2 separate regions of the Mus musculus genome follow, and region 2 is linked to region 1. The links are chromatin contacts, called in public promoter capture Hi-C maps. All regions are on one chromosome and are shown on one strand. The core of a region is the stretch at or near the end of the contact, and the rest is flanking DNA. Distances in the headings are between cores, read along the strand shown.

Region 1 (7,898 bases), core at 2,302-4,801:
TTGACAACGGAGTTTGATTGGCAGGACTCAAGTGGAGGAGGAGAAAACTGATTCCTACAGGACACCTTCTGACCTCCACATGTGTGCTGTGGCTGTGTGTATTGTGCATGCACACACAATAAATAGGTGTAATAAAAAATGTAAGGGCTGGTGAGATGGCTCAGTGGGTAAGAGCACCCGACTGCTCTTCCGAAGGTCCGGAGTTCAAATCTCAGCAACTGCATGGTGGCTCACAACCATCCGTAATGAGATTTGACTCCATCTTCTAGAGTGTCTAAAGACAGCTACAGTGTACTTACATTAAATAAATAAATAAATAATCTTTTAAAAATATATAAGATGGTCTGATAAAAACTGAATGTGGTAGTGCATGCCTTTAACCCAGCACTTGGGAGGCAGAGGCATTTCAAAGAACAAAACAAAAAAAGATGACATGATAATAGAATTCTTTTCATTATCTGTGCTTATTCACGCCCCTCCCACTTCAGCCTGCTTTAACAGTAAATTAAGTTGATTTTGAAATATCAATAGCAGCTTTATATTTAGTGGTACAGAGTCAGCCTTGTGGTTTGAATGAGAATATGAATGAGCCCATACGCTAATATTTGAATGATTGGTCCCCAGTTGGTAGAACTGTTTGGAAGGGTTAGGAGGTGTGGCCTTGTGGGAAGGGGTGGGGCTCACAGGTTTCCAAAGCCAATGCCATTCTCCAGTGTCTCTGTCTCCAGTCTGGATCAGGACATAAACTCTGAGCTGCTGCTCCAGGGCCTGACTGCTGTCATGCTCCCTCATGGACTCTAAGCACAACAAGCCCTGAGCCCCAGTAAACATTTCCCATTATAAACTGCCTTGGACATGGTGTCTCATAAGACAGTCTTAACATTTCTTTCCTTCTCTTTTCTTCTCACAGGAGGAAGAAGTAGTACTTTCCTGTCACATAGCTTAAGTAACCAGGCCGGTGTTCACCAGTCTCTAGTAAGTTCCTGGCTCAGCACAGACCCTGCCAAAGACCGAATTGAAATCACAAGCTTGCTTCCCAGCAGGACTCTGTCTGTAAACAGTTTGGATGTTTTAGGTCCCTGTCTTGTTTGTGGAACTGATGCAGAAGCCATTTATGTTACCAGACAACTATTTTCATGAAAGTGAAAAAACCTAGTTATCAAAATTTTATCACCAGAAAGTGGCATTTGTAAGGAAACAATAAACTGTTTGTTAATGTCAGTGCCCAATGTTGGCTTGCTGCTTGCTTCCTCCCCCAACACTTATTAGAATCTGATCAATGACTGATGACAAAAAATCTTGAGAGCATCAGAGGGTCCCAGTGCTGTTTAATACATGCCTTCATTTAACTTAACACTTCTACAAAATAAACAGTGTAGAATCCAAGTAGAATTTTGTGAATTAAAACCAACCATATAGCCAGGGGCTAGAGATAGCTCAGTGGTTATTAAGAGCACTTGCTATTTAGCTGGGCCTTGGTAGACCTTAATTTAATCAGCACTTGGAAGGCAGAGGTAGGTAGGTAGGTGGATCTGTGAATTCAAGGCCAGCCTCTGGTCTATGGAGCAAAGTCCCAATGCAGCAAGAGCTACACAGAGAAACCCTTTCTGGAAAAACAAAAACAACACAAAAGAAAAGCACCCGCTAGTCTTGCAGAAGACCCAGGTTCAGTCCCCAGCATCCACATGGTGACTCAGCCATCTGTACCTCTAGTTCCTGGGGATCTGACATCCTCCTTTGCCCTTCGGAGGCACCAGGCACCCGTGGCACACACATTCAAACACAAAACTAGCCAACAGGAAACAGGTATATGGTAGGATGCTGTGCACACAGGGCGATATGAGGTTCAGCTATTTCAAAGATGGCAAATGTTGGCTTTGCCTCTTGAAAACTACCTAGATCATATGCCAAGATTCCCCAGCTTTTCAATGCATCCTTCAATGCATTTATTTCCAAAAACAAATGTTTTCACATCAATGCTTGTGAACAATATACATTCTAGATAGTTTTCTAACATCTAAAAAAGAATGACCTAATATAAAAAGTGTCCCAAAGGTAATTCTGATTTTTAAAAGTTGGAAGTATTACACAATAACTGCATCTCATCATTGCAAAGTTGGTAATGCTGGTGCTCTCCCAGACTTAGCTCCAGGTTGGAGGCCTGAGTTTAGGCCCTGGCCTGGCCTGGCCTCCGCTCCTCTGCTTCTTTCCCAAGGGTCTTTTCACTGCACCCTGGCTTGTGCGGTGACTTAGCCCTCTCAAGAAGCAGCTCCAGCTCTCTGTGCTTAAAATATTTTTAATGGTTCAAATTAGCAGACATAGTCCATTGAATTACACGTCTTAAAATTGTACCTACCTACCAAAGCACAAGGTAGGGACCTTGATTTGTAGGACGATCCCAACAGCATAGTGGGGCTGAAGCCACATTAGGGATTTTTACTATGACGACAGAGCTAAAGCAGTGGCAGCGACTACATTAAAATATTCCCTTGTCATCTAAATTTGACCATCTGAGGTTTTCATAGTTGAACTTTTGGATACAGTACCTCAGAAAAAAGCAGAACTGGGCTTCATGGAGCAGGCTTGTTATCTCAGCTACCTTTAAGACTGAGGCTGAAGGATCACAAGTTCAAAGCCAGTCCGGATAACAGTGAGGCCCAGTCTCAATGAAAACTATAAAATGTTCTGAGGATATAGCTCAGTGGTAGAGCACTGGCATAGCATGGTTCAATTCCTGGTTACACTGGGATGTCAACGTTTTTACTTTTTTGGTCTAACACAAAATAGAGTATCTGAAAAAAAAAATAATTGCATGTATTACCTACCAGCAAAACTGGGGACTGTGTTCATATTTACAGGTGATAGACAGCCCAGTGTTGGTTGGCACCATTTAGATTCTCAGCACTAGGAAAGGTGGAGTGGGGTAGGAGAATGGGAGTTTTGGCACACACGCTGCGGCCTAGAGATCCTCTACGTGGACCTAATCCCCCGCAAAAGAGAACAATGCATTAAAAGACCAAAGTCAGTGATGCATCCCGAACAGCAGATTCAATTTCAAGAGAAACAGAACTTCTGACAGCGGCCCCGTTACTCGTTATGGCTACAATGACCTCTCCTGCAGATCCGCTGGACCGAACTCTGCAAATCCACAGGTCCAGTTTCAAGAACACTCCATCTGGCTAGTTCCAAAACCACATTCGCTCCCAGCTCTGGAAGACTCGAGTTTTATTCAAGCTCTAGACATCTTGCCTCGTGACGTCCGCGGTCTCGGAGCGCCGTTCACCGCCCTTTCCTGGTGCGACCCACGCTCGCCGCGACGCGCCCGCGTCTCCGTGCGGAGCCAGAACGTGGTGGTACAGACTCCACTCTCTGGGCCACACTCACCCCGGCTCGGGGAAGCGGGCGAGCGAGTCTCGGTCGGGAGGCCACAAACGGAGCGCTAGCTCCGGGGCCCAGCGGGGCGGCCTGAAGCCCCCAGTCCTCGGCCCCCGCGCAAGCGACGCCGGGAAATGCCCACATCCGGGAAACCCGCGGCGGACGGCGGCGGCGGCGACACGGAGTGGAAGGCAAAATGGCGGCGGCAGCGATGGCCTGGTGCTGAGGGGAGAGCCAGGTCCTCGCGACCCCGCGTCGGGCCGCGCTGGCCGGCCGCAGCCCCCCGGCGTGTGTCCCCGCCCTGCCCCATCCCGAACCCGGAGCGACGCTAGGGGCCCTGGGGGACGGGCTCCGGGCCGCCGCGGCGCCGGCCCTCGGGCCCGCAGCGGCTGTCCAGAAGCCTCACCGTCCCCTGCAGGTAGGTCCGGAGCCGGCGCCGCGGGTGGGGCTCGCGCTCCTCGGGAGTCCCTGTCGGCGGGGCGGTGGCCGGCCGGGCCCACGCCCATCCCCGCTGGCGGGGGTCCAGGGGCCGCGGTGGCCAGGCGGGCTGAGCCGGCCGGGTCTGGGCCTGACTGGGGCTGATTGCGCTGACCGGAGCCGAGCCCTGCCCTGGGGAAGCGGAGGTTGGCCGCACCCGGCGCCGCAGGGAGAGCCCGGGGGCACTGAGGCCTCCGAGGTGCGAGCTGGCCTGGGAAGAGCGGGCGGGGGCTCGGGACGACAGCCACCCCTCCCCGCTTTAGAGGGGAGAGGAGCGAAAGGTGGTTTTTTTCACGCAAGGTTGCACCAAACCGGCCTCACTTCTTTGGCCTCGCAGCGGGCCTCCCGTCGGGGTCCACCTTTGAAGCAGTCCTGGGAACCTCTCCAGCTCGCTGCAATTTGTTAGCTCACCGCTTAGTGGCAGGGGGTGGGAGAGACGTGTCACTTGTTCGGGTGCTTTTTAAGTACTGGAAAACGAAGGAAAGACAGTAAGGGAAGATTGTTTATTGTACCTGGGGAAAAAAGTCGAAGCGAAGGAAAGAATAACTCTCCGATGACTTATCCCAATTCTCCCACTAATGCAGTTGGAAAATCACTTTTCTAAGGGAACGAGGTTAAAATATTTGTCTCCATTTGTAAATATGACTTTTTAAAATATGTGTATTCACTAGAAGTTACAAGTCAGATGAGCAGTAAGTACAGTCTCACACAATATGGTATCACTCAAGGTTTGGAAATTAGCCCAAATGCCTGGCATGAAGGTTGTCAGAAGTTTATGGATTATTTATTGAAGGTTATTATACTTTTCTTAAGACAGGGTCTCACAATGTATTCCTTAGCCTGGGACTCAATATGTAGACCATGCTGACCTGGAACTCAAAAAGATCTGCCCGCCTCTGGGGTTGGGCTGTGAGCCACCATGCCCCGCTAATGTTAAGGTTTTTAGTCCTTTAAAATCAAATTTTCTCCATGAGGTATGACTCTCTTCTAAGATATCTTTAGTTTTTATTACCTTAACTAAAGTTTTCTCTTACCTAGTGAGTAGTCAGGTAGGTAATATGGTTGAGGTGATTCTCCAAGGCAGGCAGGCAGGCAGACAGGCAGGCAGGCGAGGAATCTGTGTTTCTCTTATAGGCTGTTATTGCAATAAACTAGATAGTGGCACAGGCTGGAAAAGGCGCTCTCTTTCTGTGCCTGATTATTGATTATGACTTGAGACTCTTCACAGAAGTCTTTTTTTTCTCCTAAACTGTGTGTATGATATTTGGCTTTATTTTCATCATTTAAGTTTCTGTTTTTCATGCTAGTCTTTGTTCTATATACATATAATCTTGAGAGGTTCCTACTGTGATTATTAATTTCATTTAGATGTGATATTTACATGACTTTTGTATATCACAAAAGTTTAGTGATACATACTATCAAGTAGAAATGACAATTATTCAGTATCAATATAAAAATGTAAGTGATAGTTTCCATTTGTTCTTCTCATACTGAGCACTGTATGTGGGTAGGGCCTTATAGATGGGTGGTAAGGAAGCCCTCTACCCACCCTTTTTTCTTTGAGACAGATCTCACTAAGTTGCCATTTCACTCAGCAGTTTTCACTTTGTTACTTGTTCTTGAGACAGGGTCTTTGTGGCCCAGGCTGGCCTAGGATTTCCTTTGTACCTGAGGGTGACCATTAATTTACTCTCCTGAGATTACAATCACGTACCACCAATCACGTACCATCCAGCCCTTGGCTGTGTGCAGCCCAGCAGTGCTCTGCAAACCAACCTACGCCCCCAGCCCCAGTTTTCACTTTGGCTCCTTCCTCCTTATGTATTTTCTGGGTCTTACCTACATGTATGTTGTGCACCATGTGTGTGCCTAGTGCCACTGAAGTCAGAAGAGGAGTTGGAGCCTCTGTAACTCGGGTTACAGAGAATTATGATCTGCTGATATGGGTGTTGGGATTTAAGGTCCTCCGGAAGATCATCTAGTGCTCTTAACCACTGAGAGCCATCTCTTAGCCCCTTGATCAGTTAATTCCTGTAAAGTAATTGGGAGAAAATGTCAGTGGACAGATGTGTCACTGTTGCCCTCTTAGTACTTAAGACTGCTACTAGGGAGCAATACATTCTATCTGTTTTTTTTAAAAAAAAAGGTTTATTTATTTATTATATATAAGTACACTGTCTTCAGACACAGCAGAAGAGGGCATCAGATCTCATTACAGAGGGGTATGAGCCACCATGTGGTTGCTGGGATTTGAACTCAGGACCTCTGAAAGAACAGTCAGTGCTCTTAACCACTGAGCCATCTCTTCAGCCCAATACATTCTATCTTTATTCACCAAGTATTTTAGCAGGTTGTCTTTATAAACTTAATCCAGCCCAAAGTACAACTTTGTTCTTGTTTGTTTCTGAGACTGGTTCTTCCTGCAATAGCCCAACTAGTCCTGTAACTCACTGTACATTAGGCTGTCCTTGAACTCACAGGCATCCTCCTGCCTCAACCTGTGGAGTTTTGGGATTAAAGGAGTATTGTAAAGCTCTGAAATCTTACTGTGTAGTTGTACCAGTTTGGTTTTGTTGTTGTCGTTGTTGTTGTTCTTTTTGTTTCTGTTTAATACATTTTTTGAAGAAGGTTCATTCTTTTTTTTTTTTTTCATTCTTTTTTTAAGTGGAAGCTTTATTTCAATCTAAAGCATTTTAACTGTCCTGTCAAGGTTGAGTGTAATCTAGCAAGGTTAAAACATTGGTGTGATGAAAATGCCCTGTGCTAGGTTAGAGTATGTGGAATCCATTCTAGCAGTACGTCTAGCTGGCTACAAGGCATTTTAATTCTAGATCTATTTCTTTGCTCATTAAAAGAAACACTCAAGACACCAAATCCTCTGAATGTGTGAGCTAGGAAAAATAGGAATATAACAAAAGCAGACATTCTGCTCTAGTCGTGTAAACTGTCTTGTGTTCGGGTAATAAGCAGCTCCTGAAGAGATTCTCTGTTAGGGAGGTATTTAAATGAAGCCTTGAACGTTGAGTATAAGTTGTACAAAAATATGGCATAGGCTCTCTCAGGAACGCGAAGAGTAAGTCATTAAAGTAGAAAATCATGAAGCATGAGAGCCGATCATCTGGCTTGGTTAGGATGTGAAGTACAAGTGCAGAGATATAAGTATAGACCTGAGATACAAAGGTAAGGGGAAGGCTGCCAGTTTTCAGGACTCCTCCGTGCTGAAGGGAGCCTGTCTGGTGCTTGTTGAAAACTTAGGATTGAACTTATTTGATGTTCATAACAACCTTGAGATAGATCCAGTGTTTGCACATATTTGAAGATGAAAAACAGGCACAGAAGCTAAGTAGTTTGCCCAGAGTCACACAGCTAGTCAGTTGAAAAGTTGAGAGTCATACTGGAGGCGGAAACAGGCAGATCTCTTCTGCATAGGAAACTCTAGGCCAGCCAGGGCTACACAGAGACCCTGGAGTTGGGGAGGGGGTGGTGTCAGGGTTAGGGTTAGGGTGGAAAGGCTAAACTTTCTTCCTGGGAGAGTGCTGTTGAAAGAGCCCATGAAGGAAGGAGTCATTTATAGTTATGGAATAGGAAAATAACATGATTGAATTGTTCATTATCAATTCTATTCTGGCACCATTGTTCCTTGAGCTAATGCAGTTGGGCTATTTTGCCTGGAGTTCTTTTTAAGATTCTCTTTGCCTGTCATATCATAGTAATAAAGATTAGTGAGACTTGATATTACCTGCATTAGCTATACTTTGTTGGAGGGGTTGTAAACTAGTATACTTTCCTAGAAGATAAGCTTACATTTCCAGAATTTTATTAATTATTTTTTTTGTGGTTTTGTACATCAAATCTGTGGTTCTGAGCATGCTAGACAATTACTCTACTATTGAGGTATATTGTCAGTCCAGTGCCCTGATTTTAAATGTGTTTCCTTTCATAAACATATATATGTAGGGTTGTTTGTTTTTGCAGTGCTGGGTCTAGAACCCAGGACTTTTCATATACTAAGCATTTTTCCACTGAACTACACCTACAGCCAT
Region 2 (7,898 bases), core at 3,996-6,495, 560 kb after region 1:
AGAAAGACAGACACAGGGAGAGAGAGAGCAAAAGAGTGACAGACAGAGAGGGAGGCAAGGAGGGAGGAAGAAAGAAAGGGAGAGAGTGAGAGATTTTTGAAACCTGAAAGCCTACCCCCAGTGACATACTAACTTCAAGGCCACACCTCTTAATCCTTCCTAAACAGTGCCAGCCATTCTTATTCAAATCACTCCCCTCCCCCCACCTCCTGATCCTTTCTGCCTTGCGGCAAGGTTTCCCTCAACCGACAAGGCCTAGGACGTCCAACCCTCTAGAACCACAAGCCCAGCAAACCTGTAGTTTTTATGATATTCTGTTACAGTAGTGGAACATGGGGCAGGACACCCCAGACTCCACCATGTGCCTTGTATTAGGAGGTAACGCAGGGACACCTTACAGTAGGATGAAATATCAAGTCAAAGCCAGGGTCCACAGGGAATAGGAGACAAGATCTCTCTCTCTCATTCTCTCTCTCTCTCTCTCTCTCTCTCTCTCTCTCTCTCTCTCTCTCACACACACACACACACACACACACACACACACTGAAAGTGACAGAGCAGAGCTGTGCAGGAGCTTCCAAGACATGAGCTCAAGCTTTAGCAAGAGGTGAGCAACTCTGAGCCGGAGGTGGGGTGTAGGGGGAGGGAGAACTAACATCCGATAACACTGAAATGATATTAAAATAATATTGATGTAACATCAAGACTTGATAAGTAAAAACAAATCTCAGTATTTTTTTTTAAAGAAAGACATTAATTAATTCCAGAAAAAGCAATATCTGCTGCTAGAAGTCAAACATAACTGTGAAATACTAGTGAGTAACTGTGATATACCGAGTGGGTTGTCAGCGAACCCCGGCAGTGAGGCCAAAATGCCTATCGTATTAGGAGAGCAGGGGGTAGGGGGAGAAGTAGAGGAAAAAGTGATGAAATAAAAGAACTAAATAACGTCTTGTGTAATCACTTAAGAGGTAATATCCTGTGCACACTAGCAATAAATGGCACGGTGTTTGGAAGACCCACATAACCACACTCACGGTGGCTAGCAGCCTACAGAGCTGAGACTGAACGGAGATTGGAACAGTAAAGGCCAATTCCTGGTGCACATCTTTTTTGAATATATTGGGTCTTATCTAAGGGTCTTAGTTCACTTTAATGAACAGTTAAAAACAAGGTAAGACTCCAAGAGCAACGACTGCTCTTCCAGAGGTCCTGAGTTCAATTCCCAGCAACCATATAGTGGCTCCCAACCATCTGTAATGGGATCCGATGCCCTCTTCTGGTGTGTCTTAAAGACAGCTCCAGTGTATTCATAAATAAAATAACAAACAAACAGACAGACAGACAAACAAAGACTCCAGGAATCTGTGCTTTGATACGCGGTCCCGGTCATGTCTGCTTGACCAAACGTGGAGGTGAGCAGCCTAAACTCCCACTGTCTCCTCACCATCAGGGTCACACTGGATTTCTCCGTAGGTTTGTGGAGAAGAGATGAATGCACTAGACACGGTCCACATGGCACCACTTGGCAGATGGTAATGCCAGTGTCTGACTTTTTTTTTTTTTTACTGTACCCTTTTACAGTTTGCTACTAGACAACTTTGTAACACTAGACAAACTAGGGCATCGTAGCCCGACAGAAACTTCTGAGGGCCTACAAAAACACAGACCAAGAAATGAAATGTCTACTTGAAAAAGATTTGGCTAGAAAAAATTAGAACATTCGGCTGTACAGCGCTGAGTCAGACAAAAATGGGTTAGAGAGCTGCACCACCCACTCCTCGCCTGGGCTATGTGCTGCCTCTCCCCCATTCCTCTGTGCTTGGATGTGATCTCTATGCAGAGCCAGTGAAGGGGGTAAAGCCACAGCCCAGAGTACAGAGACAGTCCTCAAGTTCTCTGTCAAGAGCCCCATCTGCATCCTGGGTGGGTAGAGGCATTGTGGCATAGGCCATGAATGGTAGAAGACTAGGAAGGCCTTATTAATATCAGCTGCCCATCTCCAGGGTCAGGTCTAATCTTGGCTCATGCTTTAGAAGTGGGGCAGCTTTGTAAATGAGCAGGGAAGTCTACAATTGTAACGTATGAGGTATAAAGTCATCCCTTGGTCATCATCTCACGCAGTGCAAAGCATGCGACTGTCAGTGTGATTGAAAACAACTTGGGGTGGAAGCCATTACATTCTAAAGCAGAGGAAAATAACCTCAGAACACAGATGGCTGCTATCTCCTCCACTTCTCTGCCATTAGACAGCTTTCATTAGGGGAAACGACTCATAAACGGGGAAACTTTCCCAGAACACTGCAAATTTGGAAGGTATGGTGGAGTGTGCATTTGGGGTTCTCTGTAAGGGAAAATTGGGACCCAGAAAAGATCAAGGCCCAGGGATGAAGGATGGGTTAGAAGAAAGTGGTCTAAGAAGAGGATCCCAGGGTTTCTAGAGGACCAGGCCAGGGAGGGATGGGAGCAGCTAGGGAATCCTCAATTCCCTCACCACTGGGCATGGCAATTTTGGAGGTCGTTGGCTGGCGTCTAGAGGAGGAGAGGGAAATCCCAGAAGTCACTGCCAGGCCCACAGAAACTGATGGGTGCAGGCAGAGAAGCTGGAAGGACATCGAGGGAGAAGAACTTTGGGTGCAAAAGCTCAAGACTGGGAATTGCCCCCAAGCACTGAAAGGAAGCGAGAGCCTCTCCAGTCAGGATAGGAAGCGGGCAGGGCAGCACACCCGAGACTGGTGTGGATGACATGGGTCTATGTTACATCACAGGAAGGGTAGATGCTGTGGCCTTGTACAGACTGAGGCAAAGAGAAGTGTCACTGAACCTGAGAGGACTCTGGGCTCAACTCGGGGAGTCAGGACCAGCAGGCATGAGCCGCTGCAGGCTGCAGTAACCTGCTCTGTTTTGCATACCATGAAGGCTTCCACACCCATGTGACAAACTCCTACACAACCTTTAAGCCAGGGCCTGAATACCCCTACTGGAGTCATGTGACTCCAGACTAAGGGATGCTATTGTACTTGGTTTATTTTTCACACCACCCTGTCCCAGGGCTGGCAGAATTCAGATATCTAGATTTATATCTACACATGTTTAACGTGTTCAATATTATTAGAAAAATCAATGTTCTCAGCTGAGTCCTCTGTGTCGCCATCACTGTAGAGACACCTCACAGAAGACACTCTAACCTAGAGGAAGAACGGCCTTAAAGCAAGAGCAGCAGACAAGCAAATGAAAACTAGGTTTGAAAACAATATAGTCATGGTCGGTGCTATTTCCAATAAAACAAGCAACAAGAGGAAGCAGATAAAACACACAGAGAGAGGAAACTTGCCTTCCCCCCCCCAGCCCCAGTGTGGTGTGTGTGTGTGTGTGTGTGTGTGTGTGTGTGTGTGTGTGTGTATGTGTGTGCCCGAGTTAGGCTCTCATCTAAGCTTTCCTAACATATGCATAGAGACTGCAGGCACATAAGATAACAGTCCTATAAGCTGTATTGGGGTGCCAGGCTGCAGTTACAGGGTCCCATCAGCCCTTGCAGGAATCTATTCTCTAAATATAGCACTCCAGGCTTCTGAGAGCAAAGGCAGAGAAGCTCTTCCAGGCAGTGGAATTTTCCACTTTGCCCCACAGCCACTGATGCGTCATCGGTTGTACCTAGGATCTAGAACTTCCCTCTATCTCCCTCGGCCATCAGAAGGTGCCACATTTTCAAAGTGGCTTAACCAGAGGTGACCTGTGGACATTTCTTTCTTGTTTACTTTTCTTCCAGTATTAGGACTCGAACCCATGGCTTCATGCTGCCAGGTAACTATACCCTCAGACCTTATGATTTCCTTGTGGTTTTCTTGCATAAACTTTACTTTGACTGCGACCATTTACAGATCTTGTCTTCAAGCTTTCGCCTTCAGTGGAAACACACCGTGAACGCGTAACAACCATGAGCCCGTGATGGTGAGGAGGATTTTTTAGAAGGACTCGGCTTTGTGGTGTTTTGTGGTGGTTCTGGGAACTCAGGCTTGAATGTCACCTCTGTTACTTGGGGTCGTAGCACTGTACATGGGACTCGCTGACTGGGCGAGGGTTACGGCCCCTTTAAAGCCAGGATCCTTGTTTAGGAAAGGGAAAGAAGATTTGCTTCCTCACCTTAGAGGATTCACTCAAAACCCAGCAAGGCTGGCTATGTGGAGCTGTGTGAGCTTCTGAAATTCGATGCACATGACCCCTCTTTAGACGCTGTGGCAGGTTTGTGATCCAGGACCATACTCAAGAAAGGATAGATCATGAGTCTGCTTGTTTGAGCTTGGATAGGTACACATAGACACACGTAGACACAGATATATATATATACACAAAAGGATACACATATACACAGACATATACACTCATATAGACACACACAGAGACACATACAGATAGACATACACACACATTCATATATAGACAAACACACAGAGACCCATACATAGGCATTCACACACACAGACTCACAGACATACACACGCACACACGTACATACACAGTCACACAGATTTCATAAATACACATACACTCATATATAGACATACACATGCACAGACACACATACATACATAGTCACATACAGACATACACAGATACACAGACACATACAAAGACACACACAGAGACACACAAATACGCACACATACATACCCACATGTGATCCACTGTTAATATTATTAGAATCTGAGCTTAGGACTGAGCTAGTGAAAACTATCTGGAGACTATGGATAGGAGATGAAGCATGAGAAGAGAGGGGTCATACTATCAGCAATGATAATTATCTAAAGAACTTCATTGGCTTCTGAAGTTATATTAATTTCTTCTGGCATTATTAAATTACTTTAAGGTTCCAGGAATTTTCAAAGCTTTTGTTTTAGGTCAGCAACAATAGAAAATATGAAATAAAAATGGAAATGAAAGATGAAAGGCAGCACCTGTTTAATATGGGTATTTTAGAATTGTAGATAGGTGTGTTCTGAACTAACAGTACATATACATGTGTGCATAAACATCACATAGAGACTAACTGGAGATGAACATATTTGATTGTGAACTCCTACACCTCCAATACCAGTGGCTCCCATAAAATGCAAGTTAGATGTCTAAAGTTAGTGAAATTTCAGGTTGTTTGAACTGGGCTCGCATATCTATGTTCAGACAGTAAGGATGATTCCTCTGCTCTGCAGGGGCTGAGTTTTGACTGGAAACCATGGGTATCTCCTGGAGAAAATAGAGCAATGCTGCCCCCTGCTGGAGAAAGGCTAACAGTGCCTTAACATTCTGATGGATGTTTGGCTATGGAAAACAAACTAGCAAGACAGAAACCGTGAATCTCCCTTCATTAAAATCATCATCATTGTAATAAATATTTGCATTTGGGCATGCATTATCTATTAAATGGCAGGTACACCGCAAGACCCAAAATTCAGCACCAGTTAAGGGGAACTGGTCCCGAGTCAAATCTCAATGGTGGACTTCATTTCAAAGTCCTAACTCTCGGACATTTCTGGTAAGAATTCAGACAGTTTAAGCAAGTTCCTACTGACTTGGATGATATGTGCTCTTTATCTGCTGATCAGGCATGTCAGTGTGGCAGTGTTTCCAGTTAAGGGTCTCCCTTGAGAAACACAAAATTCCCCGGAAGAGAATGCTTCCCCTTCTCCTAAGACAGAAATAGAGAAGTGTAATGTCTTCACGGCAGAAGGGCCATAGTCACAGATCAGCTGTAACTGATGAGCTAAGATGACACTCCTCCTTTCCTCTTCTCTTAGTCTTGCCCATTTGCTCGTCCCACCTCTCTCTCTCTCTCTCTCTCTCTCTCTCTCTCTCTCTCTCTCTCTCTCACACACACACACACACACACACACACCTCATCTTCTGCCTTCCTTCACGCTTCCCTCCTTTTCTGGCTATAGAGATTACAGCGAAATCTAAAGTCATGTTTTTTCACAGCTATGCCTGATGATAGCTCATCACTGAATGCTCAATATATCTTAAGGACTATGGATTCTGCCCCTTTAAGATAGGTAACATTTATGCACATTATACAGACGGGGAAGGCTGAGGCTTCAGGTGGGTACCTTGCCATGGCCATACTGCTAATAAGTGACCATGCCTTCTGACAACCTTTAGTTAACCACCACGATAAACACAGATGGCATGGAGAATGAAGACTAGAAATGACCAGCAGGGAGATCTTTGCCTTGATCACCCTGGTAGCAGCAGCCCCAAGGAAGATAGAATTCTGGACAGTGAGCCCTCTCTAGGCTGCAGATACAGATGGATGATCTCCATCACCACACAAAAGGCACTGTGGACTACCCAGGACTACGAGAGGACTGTGGGAACTGGGGGCTGAACAAGGAGCTCAAAAGCACACCGCATGAGACCTTAGATCTCAGCGAGACAAACCCTGAAGGTCACACAGTAAGAATGTCACTGTTCAGGCTACACATCTGACCCAGGGCAGAGAATATGCCAGGAGAGCTTCCTGGCTCAGGTTAGCACTCTTTCATAAGAATGACTTTTAAAAAATAATTATTATTCATTTATTTTATAAGTACACACCAGAAGAGGGCATCGGATCCCATCACAGATGGTTGTACACCACCGTGTAGTTGCTGGGACTTGAACTCTGAACCTCTGGAAGAGCACTCAGTGCTCTTAACTACTGAGCCATCTCTCCAGACTTCAAGAATGACTTTGGTTATATAGAAACCAAGCATTCATTCAGTATTTGTTTTAATTCTGTTGGATTTTTTTTTCTTTAATTTCTAGATTGGTAAAAACTAGACTTTAAATGGTGTGGTACACCATTTAAAAATTTTCTTTTATGCATCTGTTACTTCTAGCAAATGCTCTCATTTGAATACTGCAATGCAAATTAACTCACAAACACTGTAATACTGATCAAAGACCTTGAGGGGTGGGGTGGGGGTCTAGCGGTCACTTATAGACAATGAACAAGCAAAAAATCTAGCTGGCACAACATTTGACGTGTCCTTTGTCATCCTTACCTGTAAAACGTGCGAACATATTTTCTAAAACAGCCCCTTGTAAATGGACTTAGTTTGCGAGGTTAGTACTTGAGTAGATGGTTTGGAATTTATTTTGATGGCTGCCAACTGTGTTCCCCAAGCCTCCCCTGAATGCCTACTGAGTTTCCCATCATGCCCCAGGGCTTATAATTACAATGGAAACAAGAAGATGAATACTGAAGTAATTCTAGTAATGGAAAGCATTTCAAACACAAGGTAAAAGGAGAGGACACGTGAGTTCTCAAGCTTTTGAAGAAGGAAAGTTATGGGTTTCACCAGGCCACACAGTTCCGTCCACCAGCTAGGTGGCGCTATTGAACAATACTAACTTGGTTACTATTGAACAAGACTAACTCAGTTACTGGTCCCGCCAGAACTGCTTCTATTACATATAGTCAGGTGCTCTTTGTTTTTAAATTAACTTGCTTATTTATTTTAGCTGTTACCATCAATCCCTGCAACTTAGCATGCAAAATGAGGCCTGAGAAATTTCTGTCAGCTCACAGTATGCTAGGTTTGCTTGCTTGCTTGCTTTGGTGGCACTGGCGATCACACTCAGCACTGTGAGCATCGTAGGCAAATGCTCTCCCACTGAACCAACATTTCAGGGCTTGGGAGCTGAGGAAAGGAGACACAGACACATTAAAATTCATGGCTCAGAAATACCGCGGTCTTTCTCTTCCCTTCATCGTAAGGGGCTTCGTACAGAGGGACTATAGACTTCTCTAGGTTGGCTTCTGTTTTTCTTTCAAAGGGGGCAGGGGTAAAAAGTAAAGATCATGGGGATTTAGCAGAAAGAAGAAGGGGTGTGTGATGATCTCATTGTAAACCTGATTGAAT

What was found. Promoter capture Hi-C pulls out the DNA fragments that hold promoters and counts their contacts.
Region 2: a contact with region 1 is called in a promoter capture Hi-C map of the HPC-7 cell line, with 4 times the contacts expected there. The contact joins the enhancer-like site here to the promoter of Lats1 in region 1. A contact is called at or near these places in 2 of 39 promoter capture datasets (the HPC-7 cell line and pre-B cells), 1 of 15 datasets of contacts at CTCF or cohesin (large pre-B cells), 3 of 115 datasets of contacts at active chromatin or transcription factors (bone marrow-derived macrophages and large pre-B cells) and 2 of 9 other capture datasets (liver and macrophages).

What each region holds. Positions count from the first base shown.
Region 1 is chr10:7,677,658-7,685,555 of GRCm38.p6, forward strand. It overlaps Lats1 (large tumor suppressor), which reads left to right and starts at 3,552. Exons shown (of 8, transcript NM_010690.1): 1 at 3,552-3,793. It overlaps Nup43 (nucleoporin 43), which reads left to right. Exons shown (of 8, transcript NM_145706.2): 8 at 911-1,229. The coding sequence ends at 1,140. It also overlaps a transcript of Pcmt1 not described here.
Region 2 is chr10:8,235,191-8,243,088 of GRCm38.p6, forward strand. All of the region lies in intron 7 of Ust (uronyl-2-sulfotransferase), which reads right to left. The region is part of intron 2 of 4930573G07Rik (a long non-coding RNA gene); the gene reads left to right. Among named protein-coding and RNA genes, the nearest start is that of 4930573G07Rik, 30 kb to the left of the region's middle. Within about 2 kb of position 5,246, at least 13 of the 459 cell types and tissues checked have an H3K27ac peak or open chromatin away from gene starts, as enhancers often do. A contact at or near this core is called in the HPC-7 cell line and bone marrow-derived macrophages, where this site is marked.